Regions from separate parts of the Mus musculus genome. Here all the other regions are linked to region 3. A link is a contact called in public promoter capture Hi-C data. All regions are on one chromosome and are shown on one strand. The core of a region is the stretch at or near the end of the contact, and the rest is flanking DNA. Distances in the headings are between cores, read along the strand shown. Region 1 holds the start of Arih1 (ariadne RBR E3 ubiquitin protein ligase 1). Region 2 holds the start of Parp6 (poly (ADP-ribose) polymerase family, member 6). Region 3 overlaps Neo1 (neogenin).

Region 1 (4,511 bases), core at 1,492-3,991, 550 kb after region 3:
TTCTCCCCACTGAAAACAAATTACACAAAACCATTCTGGTTTTTGTTTGTTTTTTTTAAATATGTATGGCTATGTAGGTTCCAGTAAACTAGCTACAGCTCAAATTTTGATGTCTCTTGGTAACTTACTTAGTAAAGTTTCTCTTTACTTGTGAGATTTTTTTTTTCTTACAATGTGCCTGTACATCCAAGCAATGCTTTGAATTTAAATAACCTAAAACAGAATCAAGCCTAGTTTAGATGTATAAGAATACTAGCTCAAGGAATGATGGTCTGGGATATATCCTACCTTTGCCTTGACTGGTATTTCTAATTATAAACTTTCAACAAGGGATACATGCTCGGGTGTTCATGAATGCTACTTAAGAACAGTATTACTCATAAATGCTAAAGTAATAAATCAAGAAAATATGGAAAAGTACGACACTACCCCCCTACCCCCACCAAAATCCCCAGTTTTTATAGGTCTTAGTAGTTCATCAGCATTCATTCTTATCTAAAACAAGAAAGGATAATGTCATGCATAACAGCTACCTGACTGGTAACTGAGATAAATCTAAGAACTGACAAAACTGGATGAGATTTAACTAAAGTAAAATACACACTTTTAAGTCAAAAAGTTATTTTTGAGAATATCTTTGATTTATTTCAAAACATAATTTTAATGCCAGTAAGCTAGGTAAGTTTGATGATTTAATATAATTGCATGTAAATAAAAGCAATTCAAGTTTTAACCAAATTCCTTGCTAATGCAATTTTTTTGTTTCTTTAAAAAAAAAAATGAAAGAAAGAAATCTCAATTAATTATATAAAAACTAGAGCAGTGAAACTTAACTGACTTCTACAATCCTCCCATTTATTTTTTTATTGAAAAATGCACCATCATCTACAATGAAAATTGAGTTTCCACTACCAACAACACTAGATGAGATTTTTCCATTACACCAAACACATTCTTTAATGCCTACAAGGTTTAATCTGCAAAACGGTGCCTTCTGAATCAAACCATAAACATGTTAATAATGGAAAGTCAGCAAGTAGGCAGTAACACTGATAATCTGTCCATTCTAAAGTTAAGAAGCAATGTGCTTAAAAAAAAGAGTAACTTCTTGTTCATATGTAGTTTCCTTCCATGTAGCTACTATTTTCTAAAAGTTAAAATGAATCAAGATTTCACTCTGATTTTTCATTTTTCCAACATTTTTCGAGGCTGACCCTAGAGCCTCGAACTTTTTGCTCTACCACTGAGCTGTTATTATCTCCAGCCCTCTTTTTACTCTATCTTGAGAGAATCTCACCAAGTTGCCCGGGACAGCTTTGAGCTCACTCTGTAGTCCAGGTAGGCCTTGAACTTGCCACCATCCATCTGCCTCGACCTTCTAAGTAACTGAAATTTCAGACTTTCACCACCGGGTCCTATGTTATCTTTACTTTCCAATCATATCCCATTTGTAACAACTTTTCCCCCAAACAAATGTAAATTTATTTCCTAAAGCTCAAAAATACAAAATCGGGATGTATATAGCGTTAAATAGGATGCAGTTTCTGGTCTGAAGCAAGTTTAACTTCTATGCACGAAACAGAAACCTTCAGAGAATAGAGTCCAGAAGCCGGAATGCCTCTACTTTCTAATTCACAATAGAGTTTTGTCCAATTAGACAACACTGTGTTTTATTGTTGCCGAAGCTGCAAGGGTGGGTAGGGGATCTGCAATAACTATTCCAACAGCTTCCATCAAGTTACTTGCTACCAATGGAAGAAGTAGCAGTTAGGTCCCAAAGAAAACATACTCCTCCCACTCCCCCAAAAATGTAGGCATAAGCCTCACCATCAGAAAATAAGGTCCATCAGCACCTCTTCCGAGAAATAGTTCCCTTCCCCCACCTTTAAGTAGCCACTTAGGACTGCCAAGGAGATCCATTTCTTTATTAGCCGGTGCCCACTTGGAGCAATCATACACTAAAGCTGCTCTGAAGGGCCTGCCCTAATCCCATCTGAAACTGCTCAAAAGACTCAAGGGCTAGGGATAAACCTTGAGAAAAGGGCCGGGTTCTTTCTGACACCTCTTTCACACTCACCACCTCACCCGCCTCTAGCCCGCCCCGGTATCCCATCCTCCGGCCGTAGTCATGCAGGAACTGCCGGCCATAGCCGCTCAGGCAGCCCCAGGCCTCCGCCATGCCAGGACTCCGGGAAGCACCGCCCAAGCGCACCTCCCGACCGGCCGGCAGGGCACACAGGCCCGTGACGAGCCAGGCCCTGGCCTGCTCTTCGGCGCCGCACAGGCCGCCTTGGGTCCGCTCCCTAAGCCGGCTCCGGGGCCAGATGGCGTGGCGGGGCCCCTCACCTGGATGACCTCGTTGACCTCCCGGATACATTCCACCATGTGCTGCAGGATCTGTTCGGCCGTGAGCACCTCGTAGCGGTAATCCTCCTCCTGCTCGTGTCCCGGGCCGCCGCCGCCACCGCCACCGCCGCCGCCGCCTCCCGGACCCAGAGCGCTGCCGCCGCCACCGCCAGTCTCCCCGCACAGCAGTCCGTCTCGCTCCCCGCCGACGCCCAGCCCGGGCTCCACCAGCTCCACCTCGCCCAGATCCAGGTTATCATCGTCCGGCTCGTCCTCGTCGTCGTCCTCCTCCTCCTCGGCGCCGCTGTCCTCCTCGCTGCACTCCTCGTCCTCGTCGAACTCGTAGTTGTAGCCCTCGTCCGAGTCCATGGCGCGACGCGCGCGGGCCCGGCAGACGCTGGCCGCGGCGCGGAGAGGGCGGGGACGCCGAGGCCCCGGCTCTCGCTCCGGCTCCGGCTGCCGTCCGGACGCAGGCCTGGTTCCGGCCCCGTGGGCCGCGGCTGCTCCCCGCGTGCGGCGGTTGGAGGCGGGCGGTGGCGGCGGCGGGGAGGGCGCGGAGCAGGGCGGGAGGGAGCGCGGGGGCCGCTTGCTGCCGGCCTCAGTCAGACGCCGCTCCGCTCCGGGCTCGGACGGAAAACAGTCCCCTGCGCCACCTCCGCGGCCGCTGCTACCGCTACTGAGCCAACAAAGGGGCGTGCGTCACCGCGCCGCGCTACGTCATCGCGTCGGTCCGCTGCACGTCACCGCGCCACGCCCCTTGGCCCCTGCGTAGTATTTGGGGAGACCCCACGGCCGAGCCTGAGCAGGACGGGAGCGCGGCGGCGCGGCGGTGGCCCGGAGACACTGGGAAGCTGTGGCTCCTTGACGTGAGGAGGCTGGGGCCTTCCGGTCGTGGGGAGGAGTCTGGGGAGCGCCCAAGCGGAGGTTTTCTCCGAGGACCTTTCTCGCTTCCGGGCCTCACAGGCACATCTGACACGCCCTGGCTAGTTCCGGGAAGCCGGTAGCTGTGCTGCTAAAATTCCGGTTGCCCGAGTTACTGCCTGGAAGGTAGTAGTACGCGGAACCTCCAAGTTGGGTGACAGGTAGTTGGAGTGTTGCTGTCCACTCGTGGCTCTACAGCGGTTCTTGGGTCCCCCTGATGTGACGTCATAGTAAAGACTCAGTTCCTGAACTCATCTTGACAAGCACTTCTTGAGGGTCCGGAACAATGTGACAGTCCTGTTCCTCAATTAAGGCCATCAATTCCTCAATCACTAAGGGCCTTCCATAGATTAGTGCTCATTACCACAGAGTCCTAGTACCCAGATTATAGCGGAGGCACCCGAGACTCTAAAAATAAAAGTGTATATACCTTGTGGTGGCATACACCTGTCCAGCATGCACAAAGGCCCCAATTTCAGTCCCCAGCAATGGAGCAGAGAGGTTTTCTGATACATAATAAATCTTACATTTTATGTAAATTACAGTGATAATTCCAGGAAACAGTGCAGGCAAACCACATCTACAAAGACCAAGAGAGACTGCTTATCTGGAAATAGTGCAGAAGTGAGCTGGGTTGATGGATGGCTATTTCAACAGAGGAGGAGAGGAAGATGGCCTTGGGTCAAAACAGAAGGTTCACAATAGTTACAAGGCTGAAGTTTAAAACTCAATCAGTAAATGGGAAGTATTGGGCAAATTAGTTAGAGGTCATGACAAAGCACTTAATGCCTTTCCAAGACTGGGTTTATCTTGTTTTGTTTGCTTTAGACTTAATACCTTGAAAATAGGACACCAGAGCCAGGAAAGTGTTTTGAAGGAAGTAGAGGCTTAAGAGACCTCCCTCTTCCAGTAACTTGAAGGATTGGCCAGTCTGAAAATCTATTAAAGCTGAACCCTTAATAGATACAGTACTTAAGATATAGATTCTGTTTAGAAATTGCCTTTGAAAAAGTGGAAAATATATAGATACATACTTATATAATGTCTATGTCTATTTTGTTTTCAAATGATCGATTTATTTCTTTACACACACATATTTAAACTGGGTTGAGTGCAAGGCAAGTGTAGATCAGAAGATAACTTATGGGAATTAGCCCACACTTCACTGTGTAAACTACAGAAGTTGGGTTAGAGTCATCAGGCTACATGGAAAGTGCTTGTCTGTACCTGCTGAGCCTTTCTCG
Region 2 (4,218 bases), core at 1,613-4,112, 680 kb after region 3:
TTTCTTCATCCTCATCCCTCAGAATAGATAGGGTGAGGTCCAATCAGACTCTTAACCTCTCAGCCTAATCTCACAATCCCAAAACAGGACACTCTGATTAACACATCTTGGATGAGGAATCCACTCCACAGCTCAGTCAATTGCAATTTAGGCACCAGACATCTCAGGAAACATACCCAGGGCTATGTGTCTCAAGCATGGATGTAGAAAACACAATTTCCAGAGAATGAGCTCGTGGGCTGGACTGACTGAAAAGGATGTCTACCCACAAGCTCAAGTCTATAAAGCTGAGTTATTTCCTTCACTTTTGCATTAATCACTCTGCTTGACAAAATACTTGACAGAAACAGCTCATGGAAGAAAAGCTGTGTGTCTGGCTCATGATTTCAGAGAAACTTAAGTCCATCGTGGCGGAGAAGGCATACTGTGTGGGGGTGGGGGGTGGGGGAGGCTCAAGAGGGAGTGGCTGGGATCTTATGTTAGAGTCCAGTGGCCTTCACTCCATTCTATCCCTCACTCCCAGTCTTGTGAAGGTCACTTGAAACAACCATTGTTTCTCTGATCAGAGGACAGTGTTTCACTAGGTCTACTAACAGAACTGAGATTATAGTGATGTAGGTCCTGGGGTGGTGACTCAGTCAGTAAAAATCTGCATGAAAACTTGGAAGACTCAAAGTCAGATCCTCATTACCCATGTAAAAAGTGGGGTACAGTAGTACCATCTGTAATCCCAGCACTGGAGAGGAAGAGACAAGAGAATCCTTGGAGTTTGCTGGCCAACCAGTCAATCCATTTATAAACAACTCTTTTGGTGAGAGTCTCTCTCTCTCCCCCTCCCCCTCTCTCCCCACCCCCATCACCCCCCCACACACACACACACACAGAGGGAGGAAGGGAGGCAGGGAGGGAGACAGTCAAGGAGGGAAGGAGGCAGGGAGGGAGGGAGAGAGGGAGTAACTGACTAATGGAAAATGAAGAAAGCCAGGAAGAGCATAATAATCTATAAAGCAGTTAAAATTCATTGAGTACGGGAGCATGAGAGGGAAAGGGTTAAAGAGAGGGAATCCTGGGAGGTTGTGGGATTCTGCCATTCCACATTTCATTCATGGGAACAAAACCTTTGTGTTTTCTTATGTTGAACACATTTCCACAGTGCATGCTCTCAGAAGACTATGTGACCCTAAGTCCAGTTCTGAACTACTGTGAACTATTGCACTCTGAGACTGGAGTATATCCCTCAGTTTTCTTCAGTTATTACAATGTAACAAAACACCAAAATCTGTTAGCAGTCAGCGGCCTGGGGATCCTTGGCTCGATCCAGTTGAGACTCATGAGTAAGCAAGGAGAGAAACTAGAACCCAGGGGGCAAGCACAACGGCTCAAGCCAAGAATGCAATAATTTAATTTTCTCTTCTTTCCTTCCTTCTTTTTTTTTGAGACTGTTTCTTTGTGTAGCTTTGAGTGTCCTAGAACTAGTGCTGTAGACCAGACTAGCATCTCAGAGATCTGCCTCTGCCTTTAAAGTGCTGGGATTAAAGGCATGCACCACTACCGTCCCACACTTTTTTTTTTTTAAGGGTTTTTTTTATTTTTAATGTATGAGTATCTGCATGTACACCTGCATGCCAGAAGAGGGCCCAAGATTTCACTATAGATGGTTCTGAGCAACCATGTGGTTGCTGGGAATTGAACTCAGAACCTCTGGAAGAGCAGCCAGTGCTCTTAACCCCTGAGTCATCTCTCCAGCCCCACTTTTTTTTTTTAAGATTAATTTTACATATGCATGTTTGTGTTTTCCTGCATATATGTGCGTGCAACGCATTGGTTCCTAGTGCCTGTGATGGCCAGAGAGGGTAGTAGATCTCCTGAAACTGGAGTTTCAAATTATTGTGAACTGACTCGTAGGTGCTGGGAACCCAACCCAGGCCTTTGACAAGTGCAGCCACTGATCTTGGCTGCTGAGCTTTCTCTTCCATCCCAACTAAAATGTTTCATTTAGTTAATTTCTGAGATGGTTTCATATATCCCAGGCTGGCCTTGAATTGGCTATGTAGCTTAAGACTTCTATGGGGGCACACGCCTTTAATCCCAGCACTTGGGAGGCATAGGCAGGTGGATTTCTGAGTTGGAGGCCATCCTGGTCTACAGAGTGAATTCCAGGACAGCCAGGGCTATACAGAGAAACCCTGTCTCGAAAAACAAAACAAAACAAACAAAAACAAAAACAAAAAAACCACAAAAAACAAAAAGACTTCTAACTTGATTTTTGTGCTTCAACTTTCTGAATGCTGAGATAACATTATACAGACTACAGGCACGACACGGGATTTACACACCTGTGCATAAACTAAGGGTTTGTGGTTGCTAGGCAAACACTCTTCCAAGTGAGCTATGTCCCCAGTCCCCTGTGTGATGAGAAAGCCTGGGTGCGGTCGGTACACCGAAGCAAATGAACATGGGAGCAAGTCAGATTTCAGAATTTTAACTTTTGATTCCTATTTTTGTCTGGCTTCAAGCTGCACCAAAGGGGCACCTCAGTATCTCTATATAGGCAATCTAGATTACCTTCTTCTGCAACCCTCCTAACCACACGAGGCGACAAAGAAAAACATTATATTTCGGCATGTCCGGAGAACCTCTTTCTCAAGCTCCCTCCGGGCCCCAAAGCGCAAGCGCCACTCTCTCGCTTCCTCACGCCTTCAACTCTGGATCACTGCGCACGCGCGCCCTGGCTAGCACCCTGGGGTGGGGACACGCCCAGGTACAGCACGCACCGCGGTTGGTCGGAAGAGGACACCTGATCGCGGTGTCTTCGCCTGAGCATGCGCAGAGCGCCCCGGCGTGCCCGAGACCGCACGCTGAGGCGTGTGGTGCGCGACCTCACCCGCCCGCCTCGGTCCCCGCCCCTTGGCCTGCCGCTCCGCCCCCGCGGGGCGTCCCGGGCCGCTCGTCCCCTCCGCGGCGGCCGCGCGCGGCCCGGGGTCGCCGTGAGTACTCTCTAGGCTGGCGTGTGGGGAGGCTGGAGTGGGGATGGGGCGGGGCGGTCGGGCTGCTGGCAAGGTCCGCCCTGCCTGAGGGACCAAGTAAGGGATGCTGACAGGCTTCGCTCGGCTGGGCGGCTGGCGGCGGCGAGCCGCAGACGGGTCCTTAACGGGGAAGGCCGGAGCTGAGGGCTTTGGGGGACACCTGGAGAAGAGGCCTCAGGCCCTGCCCTGCATGCGCAGGTGTCCTCGCGAGCGTCTTGGTCTTCTCCCTCCGCCCGGGCTAGGGTTAGCGCTGGCCCGCGGGTCTCGCCCCTCCGCACCCTCCTTCGCCCTTTGTTTAGTAGCCTAGTCCTTTTGACACTTCCGTTGGAGTGGAGTTTTCTTCTCCTAGCACACTGAGCTGGAAGTCAAGCCCAGAATGTAGACGTTGAGATCAGAGGCGTCTCTTGACTAGGTATACGTTAAATGGTCACTCTGAAAAGTGCCAATGGACGTAGAGAAAAAGACCTTTGTGGGTCGTCCGAAGGCTTATTTACCGTTGGCACGATCTCATAGAAATAGACCAAGCGTGTTAATGCGAGCTGCCATCCCCCAGAATAAACACTGAGCCTAACAGCACACTTCTCTGGGCACTCTTAATAGTCTCTATTTGATCTAGCTCCTCTTGAAAGGTTCCAGATCTGCCCCCCACCCCCACCCCGAACTAGTTATTACATGAAAAAATGGATAGATTTGGCCCTATCAAACGTTCAAGTTACTTATGCAAGTTTTGTGACCTCCCTAGGTTGGAGTATTAAATATGTAACATGAAAACTTTGAACTAGGTCATCTCTCAGCCCCCTCTTTTTTTTTTTTTTTCTTTTTTAATGAATTCCGTGCTCCACCATCTGCCTTTTCCCACTCTCCAGCTTTTAAATCTACTCTCCATTCCTGAGAGAAGGCCATGGAGTGTTGAGGATTCAAGTCTTTTTTTACTAAAACAGTCTGGTTGGAGAAGCTGGTCATTTCATAACTGTCTTTTCCTTAGAAAAACTGATTTTTTTTACCCCCTCCTTTTAATAGCATCAGAAACCAAGCAGCAAACCCTGAGGAGATGCTCAGTTTTCCTTGACTTCTACAGTGAAAGACCTTGAGAAAGTTGGCACTTCTAGCCTAAGCTGCCCTCATTCTACTGCTCACCCCAAGACAACCCAGGCTGGACTGTAGTGCTTCCCTCTTCGTCCAGAGCAGCATT
Region 3 (4,437 bases), core at 644-3,143:
ACCACGACGGTTTTTAAAGAGAACAGAAAAACAAAAAACAAAAAAGAAATAAACAAAACCACGATGGGAAATAAAATAAAATGAATGAACATAAAAAAGGCCATTAAACTGAAGGCTAACATGCAGGCTGGGGTAACTACTGCAAACTAATGGGGATATTCAAGACACATCACTGTGGAACAGATTTTCTGATCTGATAAGGGTTGTGGATAAGGAACAGGGAAAAGACAGCTGAGAATAACACATCTTAAATGACGACACAGCAGTGCCCAGGCAATCTTCTTAATATTGAAAGCAGCATGCAATATGTGTCAAACTCTGCATATAACTCTCAGTATTTTCTACTTTACCAAAACATGGAAAAACCTATCTATAATGATTATAGTATAGATACTCCTCATTACACTCTACAAAGGGCCCCAGGGGAAAGTCTGTGGTAGGGGTATATGACTTCATTTATTTTTTCAGCTTTACAGATTAGAAAGCTACACTTCCAACTTTAATGCTTAGCCTGTTATCCACATCGGCAATACCCAGGGAAGTGACAACTTTCCTCATCTTGATAAATTACACTTCAATTGTCCTTATGTCAATCCATTTAGTTTTATCACTATAAAAAACCGAACCCAAAATTCCAAGACCACAAAAACAATATAGGTAACTTAGGATCCTCTGCCAGGATCTTCACCACCATGTTAACAGCTCCAGAATGCAGTACTGGGTGCGAGAGATGAAGTAATGCTAGCACTAAGCAGCTGTAGCCAACCTGCTCTTCCTGAGGTGGCCTATCTATGAGATAGTTCTGATTTTAGAAATTTTATTCCTTGTACTCAACCTAAATCTCCCTTTTAGAGACAAAAGTTCAAACTTAATCTCGCTCACACACATACCACCCCACCCCTCAGAGAGGGCCTCATGCTAGAAAAAGAGAAATTACTACAAACTTCCTGGGAAAATTGGTAGGAAACAGTCAGAGAAGAAAATAATTTGTAGACTTCATTTCTCCTATACCTGCCGTTTGTGGAGATGGAGCACAGGGCTTCTACTAGCCTAGATAAGCACTCTTACCTTGTACACAGTTTTGAATTAAGTGGTAGGGCAATAAGGCAAACAGTCTCCTAGAGGTATCTGAGCACTTTCCACAAGGAACTCTGCCTCATTTATGTGGACCAGTAAATCATTACAACAATTCTGTAATCTGTACTGCCATATTGTCTCAGTCTTACAGAGGATGATATTTAAAGGAGATACAACCTGGGTCATAGCAAGTGGTAGACTAATAACCAAATTCTGACTTGTAGTGTAAAGACCCTGAATGTAGCCAGCAGGAAATGGAAACTTCACTTCCAGTGTGGCTGTGTCACTAGGAATCACTTATTCTTTTCTGTTCTCTTTTTATGTCTAATCCTTGGAAGAGTTAGTCTATTAAAATGTAACATTATAAAGTTTTCTTCAGCTATAAGCACAAATATACTGAGACACATAGTCTGATATAAAATAGCAGTGCTCACAGCGTTCTAGGGCATTTCTGTTATACCAAACACTTGATTTTAAAACAACCTATCTAAGTCTTCCACAAAATTAAAACATCTGGAAACTACTCCAAGACTTTTAGAAATCAGTCATCGCAGCTCAGAGCCTAAGTGAAACCACAGATCTTGAGGCCAAGTATATGCAATTACAATCTTTGAAAAATTATGCTGTTTTGTTGTCCTCCTGACATTAGAATTTACTCCTGAGAGTTCAAAGATCTGATCACTCACTCTGCTCCAAAACTTCCCATAGTATAAGCCTGAAAATCTCAGCACAGGGCTCACAGTCTTCTACTGGTTGATCCCAATCTAGTTCCCCAGCCTAGAGAGACTGTTGTGCAGGGGACATACTGTTCGTGCTGTACTCTGGATCTTTCTGGCTCTCTGCAAAAGAACGAGCCTTTCTGCTTCTTTGTTCACACTGTCCATGTTTATAGCAACAGACACAGGCCAGTCTGGGACCAATACCTTCACTTGACTAACACATTACACACACCTGAAGCTGTTTCTGAAGGTGGAAACCATTAAGTTCTGTGCTGGACATGTTGCCCTTGGTTAAGAGGATCCAATTATTCTAATTTGACACCTACTTAAGTCAGTGAAGCGAGCTGTGAGTAGGCACATTTAAAATTTCATTTTGAAATACAAAATGTGTGTGTGTGTAGTTTCTAAATTCCTTCAAACTGCAAGAGTGTCTTGGGAAAGGTTCATTCTCGGTAGCCCTTTATTTCCTCATGTAAAGAACTCTACTATATTGTTAAGTTCCAGGGATGTTCATGGTGACGTTGCCTAGAATTGGGTGAGATCTACACAATGCATGAGTGTCAACGAAGGTACAGCTCCATACACCATCACATGTATAAGTTAACAAGTATACCAGAAAGGAGGGGGTGGGGAGGGAAAAAGGGAGTGTGTGTGTATTAGAGAGACAGAGGGAGACACAGAGACAAAGAGATACATGGGAGCCTAGTGCTAATCTGACAATTCTACAGGAGAATCCTATGTTGTTTGCATGCAACACTTCTAAATCTTAATCCTGCAATCTTTTTCTCCCAGACAGTAGTCCTTGCTAGACACCCTAGATTAAATACCAGCCAAGATCATGTACTGCAGAGAGCCTACTGAAAAGAGCTCCTGTGCCTGGAAGCTGCTAGGCTGTTCAACCATGTGGAGGTAATTTCATGCTTTTTATTGTAAAGACACAGTAAATTATAAAAACAACTTACAACAAGCACAAGTGTGTAAGTAGAAGAACTAACGTCTTCCTTTCCTGTGGAGGGTACGAGGGTACTCCAGAGAAGCATTATGGGAACCAGGAATGTTAATCATGAAGGGGTGTGATTTCTCCTCAGTGGAGGAGAGAAATCACACACCTGCATTCCATCCAGAAAGCTGAGAGTGGGGGCTGCTAACTGTGGAGGCAGTCCTCACCCAAATGTGCCAGAATGCTTTCCCCAGACTCTTCCATCCCTCAACTCATCCTTAGGGAGATGGCACAGAATGTTTATCCCAGATTCTTCCCCCTCTAGACCATTACCTTGGGGGAGATCCCTTATGGTCTGCTGACCTCTATGCTATTGGTCAGAGACCACACTAGATTCTAGGCCTTTTATCTATGGAAACCACCTCATAGTTACATGTACTTTGAAAAGGAGTTTCTATGTAGCCAACATCTTAAGCTTTATTGTGCATCTGGAATTGGACTGATTGTTGCCTGGAAACCTTTTCCCATATTGTACTATGTTTTAAATACGCTGACAAGGAACCACCTGGCATTAGACTCTCAGAAGTCTGATCCAGGCTGATAAAGTCAATCTGGTTTTCATTCTTATCTTTTCATGTGGTTTGCTTCTCTGTCTGACATCTGCAGAGACCCCTCACTTTCCATTATATCCAAGTATGTATAGTAGAATGTAATTGGTATCTTTATCTTCTGAAATATTTCTTGGGATCTCCTTTCTTCTCTCTCCTAAACCCTTTCTCTGTCTCCCTCTCCTCAACTTCTCAGGAGTCATGAAGTGAACAAGCTCCGCTAACACTCTCCTTATGAAATACCTCACTACAGTAAGCCCAAAGCAACAGAGCTACACAACCATGGACAAAACCTCCATAAGCATGAGCAAAGACAAGCTTTCTTCCTCTAGGCAGTTTCCCCAGATACTCTATCACAGCAATAGAGAGCTGACTCACACAGATGTCTTTATATTTACACACGTAAAGAAAGAAATGGAATGATGCCAAACATGTTGCTTCACAAACTTTTGTACAACATATGGCTTGAAGAGGCTACTACATCTGTATAAAAACGAATTTGAATATTCCCAAGCATAGAGTCACTTTTATTATTCCTTGCACAGATGGTTTCTTTGTTTGTTTGTTTGTTTGTTTGATTTTAGTTAGTTTGTTTGCTTTTGGTCTTTCTAGTCAGGGTTTCTCTGTGTATCCCTGGCTGTTCCAGAACTCTCTCTGTAGATCAAGCTGGTCTTGAACTCACAGAAATCTTCCTGCCTCTGCCTCCTGAGTGCTAGGATTAAAAACATGCACCACCATACCTGACTTGAGAAGTATTCCAATAATAACCAGGACATCATAAATTCCATTTTGTATTAAACAAAAAAGCATTTTAAGTAAATCAAAGTGTACTAAGAAATAAGGCAGATAAGATAAAGTAAATTTAATAGAAGAAATTCTGGCATCCTAGGTACTACAAAGGGGCAGACTGAAAAGACAAAAATCAATTGATCAACTGTCAGTACATTTGGAAGCAGGGATGACATGTATAAGATGAAGGAGCTCTGAGACTTCAAAATCCTCTGCAACATTTATACTCAAGTAATCAGAGGAGATCAGAAAGGAGATAGAACGGAGGATACCACCTAAGTCACACACGCCATCAAGGTTAACA

Evidence for each region. Promoter capture Hi-C pulls out the DNA fragments that hold promoters and counts their contacts.
Region 1: a contact with region 3 is called in a promoter capture Hi-C map of cranial neural crest. The contact joins the promoter of Arih1 here to the enhancer-like site in region 3. A contact is called at or near these places in 4 of 39 promoter capture datasets (the 3T3-L1 cell line, cranial neural crest, maxillary cranial neural crest and 1 more) and 3 of 115 datasets of contacts at active chromatin or transcription factors (embryonic basal ganglia, embryonic stem cells and epiblast stem cells).
Region 2: a contact with region 3 is called in a promoter capture Hi-C map of cranial neural crest. The contact joins the promoter of Parp6 here to the enhancer-like site in region 3. A contact is called at or near these places in 5 of 39 promoter capture datasets (the 3T3-L1 cell line, the HPC-7 cell line, cranial neural crest and 1 more) and 2 of 115 datasets of contacts at active chromatin or transcription factors (astrocytes and embryonic forebrain).

The regions. Positions count from the first base shown.
Region 1 is chr9:59,483,633-59,488,143 of GRCm38.p6, forward strand. Arih1 (ariadne RBR E3 ubiquitin protein ligase 1) reads right to left here and starts at 2,742. Exons shown (of 14, transcript NM_019927.2): 1 at 2,347-2,742. The coding sequence starts at 2,715.
Region 2 is chr9:59,614,422-59,618,639 of GRCm38.p6, forward strand. Parp6 (poly (ADP-ribose) polymerase family, member 6) reads left to right here and starts at 2,863. Exons shown (of 24, transcript NM_001205239.1): 1 at 2,863-2,987; 2 at 4,047-4,218. Gm51709 (a long non-coding RNA gene) reads right to left here and starts at 2,703. Exons shown (of 3, transcript XR_003948337.1): 1 at 2,566-2,703.
Region 3 is chr9:58,931,213-58,935,649 of GRCm38.p6, forward strand. All of the region lies in intron 7 of Neo1 (neogenin), which reads right to left. Among named protein-coding and RNA genes, the nearest start is that of Neo1, 100 kb to the right of the region's middle. Within about 2 kb of position 1,894, at least 2 of the 459 cell types and tissues checked have an H3K27ac peak or open chromatin away from gene starts, as enhancers often do.